Linked DNA regions of Mus musculus: region 1 is linked to region 2. A link is a contact called in public HiChIP or PLAC-seq data. All regions are on one chromosome and are shown on one strand. Each heading gives the region's core, a stretch centred on a gene start, on an enhancer-like site or on the middle of the called end of the contact. The rest is flanking DNA. Distances are from core to core; before and after follow the strand shown.

Region 1 (7,547 bases), core at 4,579-7,078, 55 kb before region 2:
AGATCTGGAATGAGCACAAGACAGCAGGGGCTTGCCTATCATATACTACATGAATCCTAACACTCTGAACTTTGAAGTGGGACTAAAAGACTACAGAACAATATTTCTGCAATATACCCTGGATTTGTCATCTTTATCTTTGTAAAGCTGGGTAAAATCCTTTACTCCACGTAGGTGGGCTTTTAATACTTAAGAGATTACAGTCTTTTAAAAACTTTTAACAAGTATCCCTCTAATCAAATTTCAAAATATGTGAAAAAGAGGGAAGGGCACATCAACAACAAATATAAGAGACGACAGAGCAAACAGTGGCCCACAATGATTTCAATACCCATGGGAGCACACGGATGTGAGAAGGATCTACAAGTTAAAAGATATCAGAGCATGGTGCTGAGAGCCATCAAGAGCTGGCTGAAGAGCAGGTTGATGTTTTCCAACATGGTGGCTCCTACTTAAGAAACAGAGAACCCCGTAAGAGGAGCAAGTGTGTGACACTAACATGGTGTGTTTCAGGGAGACTTCAGAAAAGAATTGTAAAAAGAATTTAAAGCACTCTACTTAAAATTGTTAACTCCACCCACCCCCCACCCCCCAAACAGGATCTGGCTATATAGACCAAACTATCCTCAAACTCACAGTGATCTGTTTGCCTTTCTCTCCCAAGTGCTGGGATAAAAGGCAACACCATCAGGTCTCGTGAAAATTGTTACTCTGAAGGTAGACAAGCCAGTCTATACAAGGTATATAAAAAGCAATCTAGGAAACCAGGATGGATATAAAACTGGCAAGTCTATGCTCTTAGAAATAGGTTCTTTCCATGTGTGAGTAAAGCCTGAGCTAAGGATAGCACCCTCAGTAACTTTTTTAAGGCCTGGAAAGCACAAGTCAGAAAAGGAGACTGTCCTGAGATGGCCTAGAGATATCTAGCAGAAGAATGTAGACACATGAAAGCCAAAGAGAAAGATGTGTCTTATGAAGGTGGCATGACTGACTGATCACGTGAGGCCATGAAGTCTGGGTGACAAGTGTCTGCTGCCAAACCAGAGTCTCACTCAGCAACGACAGACAGCACCATTCAAAGAACAAGGTCAAACAAAACAGAAGCACAAGTGACTGAAGCACAAAGTCACCTTCCTTTCAGGGTATGTTCTTCCACCAAACTAATAACTACTATGCAAGTTATCAATGAGTGAAAATGCCTTGGGAACAAGAAATTAATAGACACTTATAGACACTTATTACAAAATGAAAAAAAAAAAGCAGAAAAACCCAAAAGATCTGACTGGTGTGCTAAGGATTAGACCAATGCCTACATCACATTGAGGTAAGCTGTCATCTCAAATGACGTGAACCAAATGTAGTGAACCGAGAACACATAATTCATGTAGCATTCCTGCTAAGGTTTTGTCTTCACACGTCTATTTGTTCATTCATTCACTGACTTCACTCATGTCTGTATGTGTGAATATACACATGGGCCACTGCCCTGGTGCACAGCAGGTCAGAAAGCAATCTATATAAGTTATTTCCCCTCTATGATATCATCCATTTAGCCATCTCCCAAGACCTTCTGCTATTTAACTTAAACCTAAAGTAGTGGAATTAAAAGTGTGTGAGGCCTTATTTTCGGAGTCAAGGTTTCTCACTGAACCTGGAACTCACCAATTTGATTAGACCAGTTACCCAGTGAGGCCCAGGGAGTTCTCTTACCTCCCCTCCAAAATGGTGGGATTTGTCAATGCACCCAGTTTTTATATGAGGTTGGGAATCAAACTCAAGGCAAGCAATTTACTAAGTAGGCCATTTTTCCTATCATAAAAGTGCTACAAAAGCTGGGCATGGTGGTGCATGCCTTCTCTGTGAATTCAAGGCCAGCTTGATCTACGAAGGAGTTCCAGGATAGCCAGGGCATACAATGCTTCATCCTATCACCACCAAAAAGAGGTTAAAACCTATAAATAGAGTACATCAGGACAGGAGATGAGTATAGACTATTTTAAATTTAACTCAAGTGCCGTTCCTAGCTCTGCTCCACTAGTCATCACCACGCAACTGGACAGATCCTGAAAGGAGATCAAAGCAGGAACGGTCAGGAGGGTGTGTGTGCGTTTAAACCTTTGTGGGTATATTAGAGAGAGTGTACATCATTAGTCAGGGCCAGTGTGCTGGGGATGCATCATTTACATAAGGAGAAATTCCAGATTCCAAGTGCTTGCTGGATGTGACCTTATAAGGAGAGAGGAAATTTAACCTGGCTACAGACTCTGTGACCTCCTCTGGTGGGTCAAAGAAGGGGGCCAGGACTATGTACCTGAGACATGCAGGCCGGGGACAGTGGGGGAGTAGTCCTACTCCTGCGGATCTCAGGATGAGATTCCCGGGGTTTGGACACGCCTCAACCCTACTCTTGCTCCAGACCAGTTCCTCCTGGTGCCATGGCACCCTGGCCCCACATCTCTGTCTGTCTGTCTGTGTCTCTCTCTTTTTATGAAGGAGCAGTATCATCATAGATATTGGCATCCATTTGTGGGAGGTCCTGGTAATGTTGCTTATCTGTTGCTGTACGAATTGAATAAGGCAGGGGCCCAGGACAAAGAGGGTCTCAATAACTAGGATGGGGTCACAGAAGGGAAGGAACCAAGCAACTAAAAGCAACTTTCCTCCCCCAGTACAACACAAGGCCCTCGTTTTCTCCTCTGCTGGGGACGGGATCAGGGGTTGGGATGGCGTGTCCTCCATCTCCTCCTGCCCTGACCCAGCAGTGAGATGCAGGCCATCTTCTTGGTTGGTGGGGTTATATCAGACATTTCTGGCTGGGACCCAGATAGGCTTCCATTGATCCTTTTGTTCTGAAAACACACAAACTTTTAAAGGTAATGTTGTATGGACATTTTTGTATTAAGACATGTATGGAATGTGCAGTGTGCACAAATGATGATTCTCGGCTCTATGTTTGCGCAGGTAAAAGGCAACTATCAGTCAGTTTGGACTGAGTAACCAAACTGTAATGTAAGTCTTCATCCATATGAGGTATGATGGGTCCATGCCATATAAGAGGATGACATGTAATCTTAAGCAGTCAGGAAGGTCCATTGGCTTCTGCAGTCATTCACATCTCAGACAGTCTGTGAGCTGCTCCCATGGAGGGAGTCAGCAATTATGCCACCTGTCCTGTTGAGTTCTGGATCTCTTTTTTTCAAGTCCGAAGATTTTTAGGTCTTCCTGGTCAAATCTAATCTTAATTTTGAAGGAATCCACAGCTTTTTGCTTCCTGTTGAAACAAGAGCAAAACCTCTTCCCCGGTACACACACTTCCTGACTTCCAGTCTGAGGTTCACACATTCTTAACATGTATAGGATGATTCAATGCAGCAGTCCTTTCTAAAATCCAGTGCTTTTTCCCCTCCAGCAGCTATGCTAGCTGTCTCACTGACGTTTTTTAAAATTTTAAGTTAATAAAGCATTATTTAATCTATCTCTGGGTGACCTTATATCACCCTTTTGTTTTTTGAGCATTTCCTTTAAAGTGTGGTCAGATCTATCCAAACTCTGTAAAATGAAACATATCCATCTACCAGATTTCATTTCTTTGGGTACCTTTAGGGTTATTTTCAGTAGGTAATGAAGCTTGATTATAAATAACAAAGTTAATTTTTAATCATCTGGAATAAGTTTAACAGTTTTTTTTTAAATGCAAAACAACTCTTTCTGCATGTTGAAAGTCGGTGATTATATTAAGAAGTTCTGGAACAGCTAAACCGTGAAAATAGCATATAGCTCTAACTTATGGCCTGCCATTCCTGATTTATTGGCATCTGTGTAAAAGGTAGGAGCTTTAGAAATTGGTGTCCCTCTGACTAAAGAAGAAGAATCCAGTTAGTTCTTTTTATAAACTGAAGTTGCTTGCTTTTGGAGTATTTGTTGTTAATTTCTTCCAAAATGTTATTGCAAGCCCTTTGCCAGCCTTTAGTGATTACTCATAACTAGGCCATATCAGCATCAGGATAAGGCACTCATCTCTGTGAAGTCTCTTCTTATAAATTGACTAAGTCCAACTCTTTCTTTTTTAAAACTTTTATTTATTAGATTTTACTAGCTACCTAATTTAATGAATGAAAAATTTAGCTGTAACCCAAATGAAAACATTGGTTTTTTCATTGTGTTTTTCAATAAATTTGAATGTCCCTTGCCCCAAATTTTATTTGAGTGCTCTGCTGCACACCAGAAGAGGGCATCAGATCCCATTACAGATGGCTGTGAGCCACTGTGTGGTTGCTGGGAATTGAACTCAAGAAACTTTAGAAGAGCAGCAGTGCTCTTAATCACTGAGCCATCTCTCCAGCCCCTTTCTTCCTCCTCCTCCTCCTCCTCTTCTTCTTCTTCTTCTTCTTCTTCCTCCTTTTCCACCTCCTCCTTCTTCTTCCTTCTTCCTTCTCCTTCTTCTTTAATAATTAATTTAGAAACCCTTCTTATATATGGTTTTAATTTTTTACTACTTACTTGCTAAAAGCACCCATTCTGAGATATCATCTTCTTTGTGTATAAGAATCACTGTGGGAGAACGAGTAGCAGGCAGGATAACTAAAGTTCCATTCAGCTGGGACCCAAGCGATCCACATGTGCCTCCTTCCTATAATGTCTCCACCAGAGCCAATTCTCCTTCAGCCTCAGCCAATAATGTTCTTGGACTGTTTAATCACCTTGTAAGGTTTGAATATAAATGACTTAGCGTTTGGGTAGCTAATCCAAGAGTGAGCTGCAGCTAGTTATTATCTCCCGGTAACTTTTGAAAGTCACCAAGAGTTTGTAAACAATCTCAATCTTAATCTGTGCCTTCCGTGGTTGGATTCCTCACAGACCTATCCTAGATCCTGGGTCATTAACAGAACTCCCTCCCTCCCTGTATTTCTTTAGCAACAATCTACAATCCCCAACAATGCAATATTCCTTTTTATTTCATCAAACATTTTCTTTAAGGTATCTACATCTGAATCAGCCAATAAGAATCATCCATACAATGAATGAATGACTAATAAATACCTTTGGAAATATAAACAGCACTGGCTTAGTACTTTATGCCTTGATTATGTTGTGTTTTATACTAGTAAGTTTAGCTCGCCCTAAATTTTTTCTTCCATAGAAGAACCATTGACACTATTAAGAAAAAACAAACAATCAAAAACAAACATTTCCCATACAGGGAACTTTAATACTGAGTTATTCCCAATATTAGGGAAAAACCAAAAAACATTTTAACAAAAATAAACATGTGTACTCTGTCCAATTGGCCTGGAGGATTTATCCTGGCAGAATTTTCTCTCCCGTTTCCCCCGAGTCTTACATTCCCCCTTCATCTGTCATCCCCTCCCCTTTACCATCGCCTCCACAGCCCTCTCTCCTCCCTCCAGGGGTGGCAGGAGCGGTCTGGCAGGGGTCGGCTGGCAGGGGTGGGCTCTTGAGAGCTGCATTCTGTCCCAGACGTGAAGGGCACACAGAGGTGCACCTGATGGTTAGACCCTGCTGGCTGGGGTGCCCTGTTGGGCTCCCGTGGAGAAAATTCCCTCTTTAAGATGGCAATCTGACTTTGGAGGAGGAATCCAGCCCGGGTTGGGTGGATATTAACCAGAATTGCCAGGATCTCCAGATCCACAGCAGGAGGGAGGGGTAGATTGGGTGAGGCCGAAATGACCTGCCACGATTGAGGAAGCAATCAGGTGGCTTTTTTTGTTTTGTTTTTGCCCCTCCCCAATCTCCTAGTTTCCCATGATATAGAGCGTTTTTTGAAACGCTGAGGTCAGAGAGAGGTGTCACAGGGAATTCCCCAAAGTCCCAGCTGTGAGTCAGCCCTGCAAATTTTAGAGAAACTGCCAACAGCCCTAATGACATTACTAGTCAATGTGTAACAGGGCTTTTTCTTTTTTCTTTTGTTTTCAAGAAGAATAAAAGATAGGGGGTTATCTGTCAGGGATCAGACAGAGGGTTGGAGGCCTTCCACCCACACCAAGCGGTGGGTGGTCTTGGCCAGAGGATATCAATTGCTACTTCCCTGTGTCTGATCCTTTAGGACAGAGCAAACTGAAAGTAAGAGAGAGGAGAGAGGAGAGAGGAGAGAGAGAGAGAAGGAACAGATTAGTCCTAGACAAGGAGGTGTAAGACAGGTGGGGCAGATTGATGTCGAAACGGGGGTGGGGGGTGGTGGTGATCGATCTGCTCAAGGACTGAATCAAAGAGGTGCCTAGGGGGTGTGGGAAGAGAAGGTTAAGTAAATAAAAACACAAAAGAATTTAATTTATAGTATCATATCAATGTAAACTTTTTTTTTTCCTTTTTGTTTTTTTGAGACAGGTCTATAAGCCCTGGCTGTCCTAGAACTCATTTTGTAGACCAGGCTGGCCTTGAACTCACTCAGATCTGTCAGCCTTTGGGGGACTAAAAGTGTGTGCCATTAGCCCAGCTAATGCTTACCTTAAATTTTATAATTAAATGGATTTATTAGAGAATGTCCTTGTTCTTAGAAGATAGCCATCAACAACATATTCCGGACTGATGGGTTATGAGGTTTTTCAACACAATTCTCATATGATTGTATAGTAATGGTATGAAATAATGTTACTAAGTATTTATAAGGTGTTTATTAAAATGTGTGGAAATATTAACACCTGAATTGGTTGAGATTATTTAAAGGTATGTAAGTGCTCATGTAACTTTTCTGGAAGTTTCAGATTTTCACAGTGAAGAAGGTGTTGCTTATCTGCACTGCCCTGAGGCAGAGTATACTCACTTCTTCAATCGCAGCATCTTGTAGCAGGGAGCGGATGTCTAGACGCATCATGTGACGAGGTGCAACTTCCCAGTGTTCAGCCATCTATTGAGATGTTCAGAACAAGTTAACTCTGACAACTACTCCAATAAAGACTAAGGAGAGTGTCAAGAGAAACACAACTAATGCTATAACTTTAACAGACTAGCTTTAAGAAGAGCTAGGCATCCCTTTCCACTTATAAGACAGAAAGGAGAACATTTATTAAAGCAGGCAGAAAGATTTCTGAGCGACTTAAGACAGCATTACTAGTGCTGAAAGAATGATGTCTGGGATTCTCCAGCATACCATGTTTCTAAAAATCACCTTGTTTATTTCTTTAAGCTTTCTTCCATGAATATTTCTCTTGCCACAAGTCTGGTTATCAGCACTCATTTCAGCCAAATACACCTAAATAAAAATGTGTAACAATTAGGCCAAGAAATACAAATTCACACTAAAAGTGCTTCAAAGTTAAGACTATACCTCAAAACCCTTGGTTTTCGCTGCACTCCAAAACTGATCAAAATGTCTAACTCTGTCATTGATAGCATCCAGAATAATGAAAGGGAAAAAGCCGTCATCTAGAGTCTTTTTGAAAGTTTTGAACATGCTGGTGCGATAAGTCTCTTCCATGTCAGCTTCATATTCATATTCCATTACCTAAGACCCCACAGAGAAAAGGAGGTTATTAGCAGGAGTAAGGAACCAGACTGAGCCGGGCTCAACTGAAGCAGGATGACTGCAT
Region 2 (7,374 bases), core at 508-3,007:
TGGGATGGCTCTCACAGGAGCAGCCATCACAAAACTTTCTTTTCAAAACCTCAGCCAAATTCCAAGGCTATTATTTTCAAGTAAATGGTAATAATAATGAAATGTAGCAAATTCACCATGCGGCAAAATTATCCTTAGGAGATGGTTTTGAAATATAACAACAGATTCTCCAAGGATCAAGTCTCTAGAGGCCTATGGAGTCCACATGAACTCACAACATCAGTTAGGATGTCATGATGAGACTTCCATCTTTTATGTGCTGAGAACCCACTTCTGGAAACAGACAGCTATCTCTGGCCCCTGCATATTTTGCTGGTCCTAAGAAATTAACTGGTCAATATTTACATGTATTTAAACATCAGTCCTTTAAGAATTTTCTTTTATACTGCCTCCCCATGAAAATCTTAGTTTAAAAAAAAATTAAAACAAAGCTCTGTGCAACAATAAATACTGAATGCTGGTCAAAGAAAACTAAGGCATACATTTGAGAAATAAATCTAGTGCCAACCTACTACAACTTCAAGTGCCTAGTCTTATCTTTACTCTTCTTTTGGTAATCTATGGTCAATTTAAAACCTGGCTTTCAGGGCTGACTCTTAGGGGATCTTTGGAGTATGAATGGGCTAGTCGTTGGCTGTTGGAATTACGATAGGCATTAGCTGGTTAAAGCCCAAGACCTGCTCACGTAAAGCCTAAATGAAAGATGTGACACAGTGCTTACCTGTGGAGTCATTGTAGAGGGATCTGGTTCAGGAGCAGCTTGCTTCTGTTCAGCAGTCTTGTTCTTGGCCCCACTCTCCAAAGGCTCTTGCTGGATAGCTGTTTTATTCCCAGAAGGGATGGACGGTGGTGGTGGTAGCTGGGGTTTAGAAGGGCCCTGGGAGGAGCGGGAAGGAGAGGCCTGAGAAGGGGGTAAGTAGGGCTGGGAATGGCTCAAATATGATTGTGAGGAGGACGAGGAAGAATAAGAAGGAGTGGGCGCCAGATAGGACTGGGAAGGTGGAGACTGTGAAGGGGATGGCTGAGCAGGAGGCAGGTAGGGCTGAGCGGAGGAAGGGGGATAGTACGAGGGTGGTGGCTGAGGTGGAGGCATGTACGACTGGGATGGGGGCATGTAGGATCCTGGAGGTACAGGGGGAGATTCAGGAGGGGACTCCAGCTCCATTGGAACCAAACCCGGAGGCCCATCTCGTTGGTGGTGGATCATCTGGTGTTTGTACTGCTGCTGCTTCTGATAACTGAGGGCTGGTCCAGGTGGCGGGGGCATCGGTGGCGGAGGCGGCTGCCAGTCTCCGTAGCCGCCCCCGGGCATCACCGGCGGGGGTGGCAGCGGGGGCGGAGGAAGATGGTGGGGTTGGAGCACGCACTGCATTTGCTTCTGGTGCATCTGCTGCAGCTGCTGGAGCTGCGCCAAGTGTTGCTCTCGGAAGCTCATGAAGCCTGAAGAGGAAGGGGCCGCGGGAGCCGTCGAACTGGAGTACCCGGGCCCCGGCGAGGCCTCGGGAAGCGCCACCGGTGGCGGCGGCGGCGGCACCGGCGGCGGCGGATAGTGGCTGCTCCCGCCATACCGGCCCCAATTCGGATACATATAGGAAACGAAGGCGCGGGGCTCGTCCCGGCGCCGTTACTCGTCGCAACCGACCTCCAGGAGCCGCGGCGGTGACGGCGACAGCCGGAACTCGCGGTGCCTTACAGGCCGCGGAGCGTGTGAACGGAGCGCGCCAGTGCGCCGGCGCTACGGAGCTGGGCCCGCGGTCGGGAAGGCGGGGACCGTGCTGAGGCAACTACGCATGCGCAGTACCATCGAGCGGAGAACAAAGGCCAGATAGAGGGAACCTTGGCGCAGGTACTCGCTGTTGCCGCCTTCCTTCGGGTTCGGAAAATGTAGGCGGTAATAGAATGTTGTCATAGAACCAAGAAAACCATAGAGTCTCACAGCCGAAAGGAGTGATAGAGATCCTAACGCCCTATGGGTTTAGTTTTGAATGGGGGGGTGGGGAGGGGGGAGGAAAGATTCCATTCACAGTAGCAACAAGAACATAAAACAAGTAATAACTCTACTAAGAAAAATCTAGACATTATATGAAGAAAACTGCAGAATCCTACCTGAGAATAAAAATTAAACTTGAACTCACGAAGAGGCTTACCATAGTCCTAAGTAAAAAAGAGGGAGCTTTGTAAAAATGACAGTTCTTCCAAGTTAAACTGATTTAACTCAGTCAACCCACAGCCTGACAGGGGACAATGATAGGAAGAATGAAAAATGGATTCTGGAGAAGGAAAGTGAAAATGGCCCTGATTCTTTCCTACAGGTACTGTAAAAGGAATTGAATTGTTTAGATTGGTTTCCTCCCCACCCACCACCCACCCCACCACCCTTAAAATTTTTTTGCTTTTTCAAGACAGGGTTTTTCTGTATGAACCCCCTGGCTGTCCTGGAACTCGCTTTGTGACCAGGCTGGCCTTGAACTCACAGAGATCTTCCTGCCTCTGCCTTCCAAGTACCATCAAACCCAGGTTTTAACTCGGACGATGTCCCTGTTGGAGAATCCTTAAACCTAAGAAAAGTCAGCCGGGCATGGTGGTGAACGCCTTTAATCCCGCACTCGGGAGGCAGAGGCAGGCAGATTTCTGATTTCGAGGCTAGCCTGGCCTACAAAGTGAGTTCCAGGACAGCCAGTGCTATACAGAGAAACCCTGTCTCGAAAACCCAAAAAAAAAAAAAAAAAAAAAAAAAAAAAAAAACCTAAGAAAAGTCAGAGAAGGGTAACTTAAAAGCTGATTTCCTGAACCCTAGCAGCAAAATATTAAAGACTTCCATTGGTTTGGGTGATTACTGAACATCAGAAGTAGTACACTGAATTCTGGGAAAGGAAGGACAGAAGGAAGGAAAGAAGGAAGGAAGGGGAGAGAAAAACCATGCTTAATTTGAAGACTCTTAACTGTATCAGCATGTCAATTTGAAGATGTGACCTTGCTCTTTTTTCCTAGCAACCAGATCATTACCTGTCTTGGGTAACTATGAGTAGTAGATGCGGGGCTAGGGATTCCTTCTTTCAGTGTCTTATTGAAGCAGCATAGAAATACATAAAATTGCATGTCATAAGTTGTATTAGTTAGGGTTTTTCTGCTGTGAACAGACACCATGACCAAGGCAACTCTTATAAAAAAACATTTAACTGGGGCTGGGTTACAGGTTCAGAGGCTAACATCCAGGCAGGTATGGTACAGGAAGAGCTGAGAGTTCAACATCTTCATCTGAAGGCTGCTAGCAGAATACTGACTTCTAGGCAGCTAGAAAGAGGATCTTAAACACCTTCTCCAACAAGGTCACACCTCCACCAACTGGGCCACACCTACTCCAACAGGGCCACACCTTCTAATAGTGCCACTCCCTAGGCCGAGCATATACAAACTGTGGGAAGCCACATGTGCCGTTGCAGAGTGGCACTGACTACTGCTGGCCACCACGCATAAGTTTGGACAAACAACCAATGTGTACATATGCAGTAAAGTTTTTTGCAAAAACACTGCCTGGCCCGGGCATGATAATTAGGCTTTGAGAGTATAACCAATCAGATGTGAGACATGCAAATGAGGTATGATAATGAGGCTCTGTGAGGTACAGAGAGAGAGAGTAGCCAATCAGATGAGGAACATGCAAATGAGGCATAGTGCATAACCAATCCGGGTGTGAGACACGCCTCTCCTAGGCCTATATAAGCAGCACCAGTTCTGGGCTCAGGGTCTCTTCGCCTCTGCAATCAAGCTCTCCCAATAAACGTGTGCAGAAGGATCCTGTTGCAGCGTCGTTCTTGCTGGTCGAGTCCGGCGCGCGCAAGACAAACCATCACACAAGTATAAAACATAATGAGTTTTCACAACCCAAGCATATTTGTCCCAGATCAAGAAAGAGCCATGTGTTATCTGATGGAACTTGTCCCAAAGGGAAACAATACACATCTACTCAGCACAGAGAGGGAGCCCACAAGAGACCAAAGTGTGGATACCACCAAAGTCCAATCAAATGAGTTTTATTAGAGTTACTTAAAGAAATATGGTTAAGGAATATCAAGAGCAGAAATGGCTCAAAGACACCTGTATCACCAAAGCCCACCCAGCATGGGTGACAGCTCCCCAAAGCTGGAAACCTAGAGCCTACTGCACAGCCTGGAGAGTGTCAACCTCCAACACGTTTATACCTCTTCCAGACATTTTAGCTGGTTTCTGCTTCTTTCAGGCTTCTTCTTTTGTCTAAGAGTCTTCTTTGTGGCCAGGCTTATCTAGGCTTGTCTGAGAGTGACTCTAGGAAGTCTTCCTGTTTACTCTTGGGAGGGAGGAGCCTAGTGAACCTGGTCAGTTTCAGGGACTTCCTGAAGCTATTTTGTGTAGTTTACCTTCTGTCTGAAAGAGTTTCCTGAGAGATGGAATGTTTCAATCTCATCTGTTCAATGCCCAACAGCTTGGGATGTACTTTAGTTGGTAGAGTGCTTATCTACTGGGTTCAGTTCCTCAGCATTACATAAAACTGGGTGTGGTGGCACACAACTATAGTCCTTTCCCAGGAGTCTTGAAGTGGGAGTAAAAGGATCAGAAGTCCGAGGTCATCCTCTGTTAAATGTCCAAGGAGAGACTGGGAGCCTGCCCTGCCCTTTTTCTTTGCTTTTTGGCTGACACAATGAACAGGTCTCCTATGCCACGTAGTTATAATTTTTACATTGTTATAAAATTTATAGATCGATACAAGTTTAAGGTTTTTATTGATGTGGATTTCTTACATTGATACAAAATTTGAAATTAATATTGTTCCCCTTAGATAGGCATTGTGCCTATGCAAATCATTTAGGAATACAAGGCTTTGACCCAGTCCTTCTAATAGCTGCTGTTACAAACTGTTTAGGATGATTAAGTAACACAAGTTAAGGGCCAGATAATAAACTCATGGTTGGGGTTGGTGAGATGGCTCAGTGGGTAAGAGCACCCGACTGCTCTTCCAAAGGTCAGGAGTTCAAATCCTAGCAACCACATGGTGGCTCACAACCATCCGTAACGAGATCTGACTCCTTCTTCTGGAGTGTCTGAAGACAGCTACAGTGTACTTACATATAATAAATAAATAAATCTTTAAAAAAAATAAATAAACTCATGGTTATGTTAGATTCAGATCTAATTATAATAGAGTGTTTCCATGTACGCAAATAGAAATGGCTAAGAGTAATTGAGGTTAACAGTTCAGAGATATTTTACATAGTTAGTCTTCAAAAATATCAGAAATCAACAGAATATGACATTTAATCATTTCATTATTTTTAGAAAATTTGACTAGAGACATGTCTGCTCCTGACAGCTCCCCCCTCATGGCTCCAAGAAGATATTGAGCAGCAGCTTTACCTTCAGGCAAGGTTACTTATCATGGCAAGGTAGCCCCTTGGCAGGAATTGTCTATATCATCTGCAGACAAAATACTGTCCAAAATGGACAAACAGATATGGGATAGTTGACTGCTAAGCTCTGCCAAGACAGAGAGTAAGCTAGTCCTTTTTATTTCCTGCTTCACATAAGGTCTGACAGATGGTTCTGGGTCAGAAGGCTGAAGATAGATTCTCTAATGTTATAAGAAATTAGGGGATGTCCAGGTAGTCAGCTGTCTCTACAATTCATTTAAGTTTTAAAAAGCTATGTTTGTGCTTCCTATATACTCAGGTAGTATTTAATTTGTTCTCAGATTTCTGACAGGGTTGAAGACTAGTTATAGTCTCATAAGCAAATTTAAGTTGTTTAGCATTGAGAGATATGATACAGAGTTGAAAGGATGTTTTTCAGATAGTAATGCAAGCTAAAATCAGAACATAACTCTGATGTAGAATTGTAAGCCCTTTAGTTAAGATCGGTGGTAGAGTACTTTAATTGACAAATTGATGGACTAGATGTTAATTGCACATCACACTTTATAACTTACATAATTGTTATGGTTATGCTCCATTTATATCTGAGAGAAGAGACTTTTAACTGGATTAAAAGGGGGAAATGTGGGTTGCCCTGGTGCTGTTTTTATTTTTGATGTTAATTCTGCTTCCATAAGAGGGGTTGCCCCTGATGAGGAGTGGATGACGCACTCAGGTGATCTCATGGAAACTTCTCCCTATTCTGTCTGGTCAAATAAAGGCTAGAGGCGATGATAGGGCAATGGAGGGGAAAGGTGGGATGGGAGGTCGCAGAGAATGGAAGAAGAAGAGGTGGAAGGAAAATGGAGGAGAACCACATGGCCTGTAGAAGCCAAAGAACAAGGAATCTCATAGCTGGGGAATAGATTAGTATAGTGATAGATCTGCTCAATCTAGGCATATAGCTTATAAATATAAAAACTGGGTTGTGTGGTTTTTATACGGGCTTATTGGGGTAAGAAATTACCATAATATCACACTCTTGACATACAGTGCTGCCACAGGCCCAAAGCAACAGTGTCTCTGGGCAGAAACCTCTGAAACTCTGAGTCAAAATAAATCTTTGTTAACGCTGTAAATATATGTGTGTGTGTGTGTGTGTGTGTGTGTGTGTGTGTGTGTATTTTGAGATGAAACAGAGTTTCTTTATTAGCCCTTGTTGTCCTGGAACTTGCTTTGTAGATCAAGCTGGCTTTAAACTCAGAGATCTGTCTGCCTCATAATTGTCCCTGGAATTCGGGTATTAAAGGTGTGGGCTACCACTGTCCAGCTGAATTGATTTATCTTTAGGATTTGTCACAGCAACAGAAGGCTAATACATTTAGAAAACAAAAAATAGAGAATGTCTTTCATTTAATAGAGTATTTACTAAACAGCTAGATGCTGATGTAGTAGCACATACTTGTAACCCCAGCCCTTGGGAGTCTAACCTGGGTACATAATGAAAACCTGTCTCCAAAAACCGGAAAGTCAAAACCAAAACAAACACAATAAAAAACCTACAGCAAACCCCAGTCTGAATGGTGCATAGTGTAGTTTTCTCACTAAAACCAAAAGCAGGTATCTATGATAATCACATTTGAGATGAGTTGAATTTTGTAGTACCTAAAAAGACATATAGAAGTTGTAATTCCAGTACTCCAGAGTGTGTCCATATTTGGAAATAGGATAGTTACAGATGAGGTCAGAATGAAGAAGAGGTAGCACCTGTGATGGTTTGTATATGCTTGGCCCAGGTAATGGCATTATTAAGAGGTGTGGTCTTGTTGGAGTAGGTGTGTCACTGTGGGGATGGGCTGTAATACACTCAATTTAGCTGCCTGGAAACTAGTCTTCTTCTAGCTACCTTCAGATGAAGATGTAGAACTCTCAGCTCCTTATGCACCATGTCTGCCTGGATGCTGCCATGCTCCTGCCTTGATGATACTGG

What was found. HiChIP or PLAC-seq counts read pairs in DNA pulled down with a chosen protein or histone mark.
Region 1: an H3K27ac HiChIP or PLAC-seq map of extraembryonic endoderm stem cells shows a contact between it and region 2. The contact joins the enhancer-like site here to the promoter of Ylpm1 in region 2. A contact is called at or near these places in 10 of 39 promoter capture datasets (the 3T3-L1 cell line, 3T3-L1-derived adipocytes, embryonic stem cells and 5 more), 1 of 484 Hi-C or Micro-C datasets (bone marrow-derived macrophages), 10 of 115 datasets of contacts at active chromatin or transcription factors (the 230-238 cell line, CD8 T cells, the SCID.adh cell line and 5 more) and 3 of 9 other capture datasets (adipose tissue, liver and pancreatic islet).

What each region holds. Positions count from the first base shown.
Region 1 is chr12:85,049,607-85,057,153 of GRCm38.p6, reverse strand. It overlaps Ylpm1 (YLP motif containing 1), which reads right to left. Exons shown (of 21, transcript NM_178363.4): 14 at 7,286-7,462; 15 at 7,127-7,210; 16 at 6,782-6,865. Among named protein-coding and RNA genes, the nearest start is that of Prox2, 44 kb to the left of the region's middle. Within about 2 kb of position 5,828, at least 76 of the 459 cell types and tissues checked have an H3K27ac peak or open chromatin away from gene starts, as enhancers often do. A contact at or near this core is called in extraembryonic endoderm stem cells and pancreatic islet, where this site is marked.
Region 2 is chr12:84,990,704-84,998,077 of GRCm38.p6, reverse strand. It overlaps Ylpm1 (YLP motif containing 1), which reads right to left and starts at 1,757. Exons shown (of 21, transcript NM_178363.4): 1 at 722-1,757. The coding sequence starts at 1,588.